2 separate regions of the Sus scrofa genome follow, and region 1 is linked to region 2. A link is a contact called in public Hi-C data. All regions are on one chromosome and are shown on one strand. The core of a region is the stretch at or near the end of the contact, and the rest is flanking DNA. Distances in the headings are between cores, read along the strand shown.

Region 1 (2,743 bases), core at 123-2,622, 330 kb after region 2:
ACCAAAGAACTAGTAAGTTAGTTTCAGCCAGATAAAGGCCAAATGTGAAGGGAAAAAAGGTTCTAAATGTACAATTTTTGCATTTGCTACACACTTAACATAGAGGGGGCATGTTATGCAACGGAACAGCTTAAATCACTTTTTAAACTTTAAAATGAAAAATCTCATTTTAAAACAAAACACAACCAAAACAGGAGTGGCTGGCAGTGGGGAACACCTGACAGAAAATGTTCTTTAAAATCATGCTGATTAAATTTTCCAACATTTGAGATTATCTAGAAGTTCTTTGGTTTATCTACAGTGGCATTCTGTTTTCCCCCAAATTATACAACTAGGTTCATTAAGAAAAAGAAACTAACAATTCTCAGCCCAAGAAAGAAAACACTACGCCTTTCTTTGCCAGATACAGCTAAACCATTCAAAGGCACACAAAACAAGAGTGCAGAAATTCTGGGCAGACTTCAGAAAAATCACAAACTCAAGGTATAAATTGGATTTCGGCCAGTTTCATCTCATATCTTGATAATATTGGTTTCTTTTTTTTTTATAAAGTTCCTTTATTTAAAAATCCCACAAATACGTACTTCGGAAGAAATAAATCACGACCTTCGATACTGTGCTCAAACCCTTATCACCAGCTACAGCCTTTCACCAAAACAGTCAGAAGAAAAAGTTACAACTGCATCAGATCCAAAACCTCACCACAGAATGTGAATTAGAGCTTAATAAAGGTGCTTTTGGTTTTGTTTTGTTTTTAAGAAAAAACGAGAAAATCTAACGTCATCCCCTCCCCAAGTTAGAGCTGTAGGTTTCAAGCTACCGGGTCAGCTGGACGGCGCCCAGATTTCACAGACGGTCAAACGACATCGAACGGCATGAAACACCCAACGCAGGGCAAGGCATCCAGTAGTCGCCTAATAATGGCGGCTAGCGTGATTTTGAAAGCCGCTAAGGTAGACGCAGAGGCCACCCAACATCTGGCCTTGGTACTTGCATCTGGGCGGCTCAGACTCCCCTCCCTGCCGGTGGGCCGCGCGCAGGCTGGCATCCAGGGGCCTCCCCTACCCGGGCCGGTGGGTACCTTGCAGCCGCTCAGCACGCGCGCCGCCTCTCGGCCGGGACTCCACCGCCCCGCAGGAGGACACCGATGAGGCAGAGGAGAAGTCGGAGGAGTCGGAGCCAGGTGAGCCGGGCGCCGAGGGCCCAGACGACGAGCAGCTCGCGTCGCAGGCGCCGGGGGCGGCGGCGGCGGGCGGCGACGCGCTGTAGAAGTAGGCCAGGTTGAGCGGGCTGGTCATGAGACCGCAGTCGCCGGCCGCGTCCAGCAGCCCTTCTCCGCCGCGGCTGTCGTCCAGCAGCTTGTCCACGATCATGCTCCCGGGCTCGGCGCTCGGGGACCCCAGACACCTGTGCCACCGGCTCGCTGAGCGCGGCTACCTCCCGGCTCTGGCTGTGGCTGTGGCTGTGGCCGTGAAGAGCTCGGAGACCGACGCGGGTACGGGCGCGGCCCCGGGCTGCTCGACTATTTAACCGGCCTTCGCGGCCAGGGGCGGGGAGAAGGGGCCGTCGCGTCGCCAGCCTCCCCCGTCCGCGATCGGGCCATTGGCAGCGTCCCGGCCGCCTCCCGGCCCCTCCTCCGGATGCGCCCTGTTTCCAGTAAAATGTACAGGATGAAGCAATGTGTCCTCCGCCCTCACCCCGCCCGCCAGGCTCCGCCCAGACCGAAGGGCTGTTTTCTTGCCCTTCACCTGGAAACCCAGACCCCGGACCACCGAGCCCCGCCCCAGCCGCCCGCCGCCGCGAGATGCCCCGGCCCGCCTGGCCTAGGCGCCCAGAAAGGGGGCGCGCAGCACGGGCCTCATCCGCGGAGGGCGGCGCGGAGGCGGGGAGGCAACGATGGGAACAGGTCGGCCTGGTTCCACGGAGTAGGAAGTGCTAGAAGGTGCGCGCCACGCAGCGCTCCTGCCGCCCTGCCCCAAGCTTCTTGCGAGCCCAGCCAAAGTGTCTCTGGAAGGTTCTTAAAGGCCCGTCTTCCCTCAACTTAGCGTTTGGCAACGTTCCTTTTGGCCACGTCCCAGAGAGATGTTGAAGTCATTTTTCTATACTCAGTTAACGTCTGGGCAATGATTTTTTTTTTCTTTTTTGGTGCAGCCGGGAATAAAATGCGATGCCCTGTATCCCTGTCTCCTTCAATATGGGGGGGAAGCACCTTAGCAAAATGATAAGTATACATGTATGTGTCAGTATTTATATAGATGTAATTTCTTCATTTCTGCATGACTTTGTGTTGGATAAACACAGGAATTTTGCTCTTTCCTACCTTAAACATTTTAATGAAGTTAACACTTTTTTTTTTTTAATTGAATCCCTGTTACTTGTTAAAAACTTGCCTAGTAGTTAGCAGGAACAAAAGATAAATGAGTTATATCTGCCCTTTCAAGTATATTTTAATCCTCTGAGAATAAATACATACATGCTATATTAAAAGAAACTGAGTATGATTAAATATCATGAGTGATTCAAAGTTCAGCGAGTGTCCTAAAAAGAAAGACAACCTCTGGGAGAGGGAAAGATGAAGTCATGAGGAAAATCTTTGCAAAGAAGGTGTCATTGGAGATAAGATGCCACCCAAAAAGAGGGGTGGGGTTTCAGCCCAAAACATTTATAGGAGGAGGGAACAGTATTAGCAAAGAATTAAGCAAAGGGGTCAGATAAAAGCTTACAGCCCCTTTTAGGATAGTCA
Region 2 (3,085 bases), core at 324-2,823:
GTATGCTATTTTTAAAATATAAAAGTTTGCATTTCCATGACTTAAATCCTTCCAACGAGTTCCTGTAACCTTCAGGCTAATATTCAAACTCCTTAATTTAGCACTCAAGCACTTCATGGGTTGGCCCCTGCCTTTCTCTCTGGCTTCATCTCTCAATACTCCCAGGAAATGCTCTGCATTCATTCCAGCCATCCCAAATGACCAGCAGATCTCAGCTGTATCTGGCTACTGCCTTGACTTAGTGACTATACAAACACTAGTGTGTCTGCCTGGAAAACTCCTCCTACTTCTTCACCTGTCAAATTTCTCTTCCCTCAAGACAACTAAAGCATCATCTCCCAGGCCTCGAATTTTGATATTTTTCCTTCTTTGTGCCCTCAAAGCAACTGTGCTCCAGCATTCATTGTTTTGTTTTCATTCATTTATTGATTCACTTATTAGTTCTTTGTAATTTCCTAACATATAAGTCCTGTTACTTTGAAGGAAATCAGTGAGTGCAATAGGAAATCATATATACATTTTTAAAAAGAATCATAGACAAGGAACAGGGAAATAGAAGAGTTTGGATTTTATGAAAGTGACAGGAAGAAAAGCAGAGTAGAAATTGAAGAGACAGAGGAGCAGAGAAAAGCCGACGGCCTCTTCTCACCTGCTTCCCATCACAACACACGGGCCTCCATCACTTAACAGACCAGCAGGACCCAAAAACCAGCCCTGCCCCTAATAGCTAAGGGGTATTAATTACTAATGACCTGGTATATATTACTAATCCTCTCTAAGCTCCAGTTTCCTCATCCCTGAAATGGAGGTAAGTACATTATCCTCTTGTCACAGAGTTGTTGTGAAGATTAAATCAGATAATGCTTATGACAATGCTTATGACACGATGCTTTGTACATAATAAATACATGACAAATGTTAGCTGAAAATGCATTCCTAGCTAATGTTGAGGAATAAAGGAAAATCTTTTTTCTTAGGTCCCATATGCACATGGACATGGCCAGGACTAGTACATTAGACTAGTCTGTTATGGAGTCACTCTCTGATTCAGGACATTTTAGCTCAGAGCTGAATGCAGCAGAGCAAAACGAAATCAGCAATATTACCATCAGTTGAATCCATCCTCCAGTTGAAAGATACATCAGTTATAAGCTAGGGATTGGGGTCAAGAATATTTTTATATTTCTATATTAATGACATAGTTTTAGTGTTTTGAGTTTAGAAAGAAAGCATATGAGAAAGCACAAAATCATACTAGCTGGCACATGAAAGATTCAAGAAAGATCAAACCCCACAGCAAAAAAGTTTCATTTAATGTACCCTGTTCTTCTCAAGCCTCCTGATGTTACCAAAAAATTCTTTTCAAACTGAAAAGTGTTTCCCTATTGACCCAAGCACTGGGTTGGATTTGGAGGTAAAATATTATCCAATTGGATTAATTATTATATCACATGGGATCAGATGCCTCCACCAGGCACCAGTTTTCTTGGTTGGTCACATATTAACAATCATCGTCTTGACATTCTAAATATGCTGTCTGATTAGTAGTTCCTGGCAGCAGTGACTGATAGCAGTTACTGGAATCTCTGCTTACTGGGTGGTTACGTAATAGCTACACCTAGCTGCATGGCTAGTCACGATATATATTTCATGATGTTTGGCCTGACGAGTGTCATATTCACCAGACTAGTCTCATTATTTGCTTCACATGTTTTGCTTACCTTACCTTTGTGCCTTTGCTCTGTCTTTCCTCCACCCAAAATGACCTTTCCAATTGTTCAAATTCTAGAATTCTTTTAAGATTCTAGTAAAATGCTCTTTTTGGCTGTCAACCACCCAGTAAAAAAACAGTTTGCTTCTAAACCCCACTGTATTTTATTTTCTGCACAGTGGTTTTTATTTTGTATCCTGTATTTTCCTTACTAGCACAACACCTTATCTACAATTGGCACTAAATAAAAGTTTACTGAAGGCATGAACTAGTGACCCACTACAACTAAGAATACTATGAATTACTTGAAAATGTAAACAGACATATCATCTTAATGAAAAGAAAAGATTTTACTCCCTATGAGGAAATCCTGCTTTTTAACTAACAGCTAAATCCACTTCCTGTTCATGTACCTCCTAAAAGGTTTAGGAAGAAGACTCTAGGCAGAATAAATTCTAGAATAGCATCTCTGGCTTATCATAAAAATAGCTTGGCCTTGCTTGCATTTCTTGGATATTGAAACACTTCCCCAAGTAGGGGCTGAAATCAGAATTAGGGAAAGTTGGAAATGATGGATTTAAGTTGGTACTTTGGGCATGAAAAAAGAGCAGAAATGCTTTCTGCTTGTCCCCTTTACTGATCGACCCATTCCTAGACATGAGAGTCCTACAGAGGTTAGAGATGACCGAGAACTAGGTCAGGGTAAAAAAATGGGAGGATGATAGATTATATTTATATGGGCTCAGTATTATGTGATATTAAGGAATTATTTTCAATTTCATCAGATTGAGTAATGGCATGCTTATTGTGAAATATAAAAGCTTTATTGGTTAGAGATGCATGTTGCAAAATGACATAATTTCTGGGATTTTCTTTGAAAAACTGAAGAGAAAGAGGAGGAATGGAGAAAAACAAGACTGGGAAAATGTTGATAATTAGTTGACTGATCAGTTTAAAGAAGCTTATTATACTATTCTCTACATTTTTGTGTGTTAAACTACTCCTACTCTAGAGTTCTAAGGCAATAATTATCATCATATACCTGATCTCCAAACTAGATGTTTGCCTGAAATTACAAGTAAGGGGAAAAAAGGGAATTTTAATTATCTAGATCACCAGTCTGTGCCATTTGATTTAACGGACACTACTCAAGATTACTGTTGTGTGACGTCTTCGGTTAAGTCAGAAAACTATACACCTGAGGCATAAGCTGGAAGAGATAAGTGAGGTTTTAACCTCAACTATACTAAAGTTATGTACATTGTGTCCTTAATCAAAGTTTCAGAAATCCCAGTAGACCAGTTCTCGGTGCTTGTTTGTCTGACATTTTTGGAAGTCATAGTTATGAGTTATATTTAAAAAAAAAAAATCAGT

Evidence for each region. Hi-C and Micro-C count contacts between places; a contact is called where the count stands out from the background.
Region 1: a contact with region 2 is called in a Hi-C map of liver, with 3 times the contacts expected there. The contact joins the promoter of NFKBIZ here to the enhancer-like site in region 2. A contact is called at or near these places in 1 of 47 Hi-C or Micro-C datasets (liver) and 1 of 2 datasets of contacts at active chromatin or transcription factors (alveolar macrophages).

What each region holds. Positions count from the first base shown.
Region 1 is chr13:157,271,191-157,273,933 of Sscrofa11.1, forward strand. NFKBIZ (NFKB inhibitor zeta) reads right to left here and starts at 1,373. Exons shown (of 12, transcript NM_001315599.1): 1 at 1,082-1,373. The coding sequence starts at 1,373.
Region 2 is chr13:156,938,063-156,941,147 of Sscrofa11.1, forward strand. No RefSeq gene overlaps it. Among named protein-coding and RNA genes, the nearest start is that of ZPLD1, 250 kb to the left of the region's middle. Within about 2 kb of position 1,574, at least 11 of the 83 cell types and tissues checked have an H3K27ac peak or open chromatin away from gene starts, as enhancers often do. A contact at or near this core is called in liver, where this site is marked.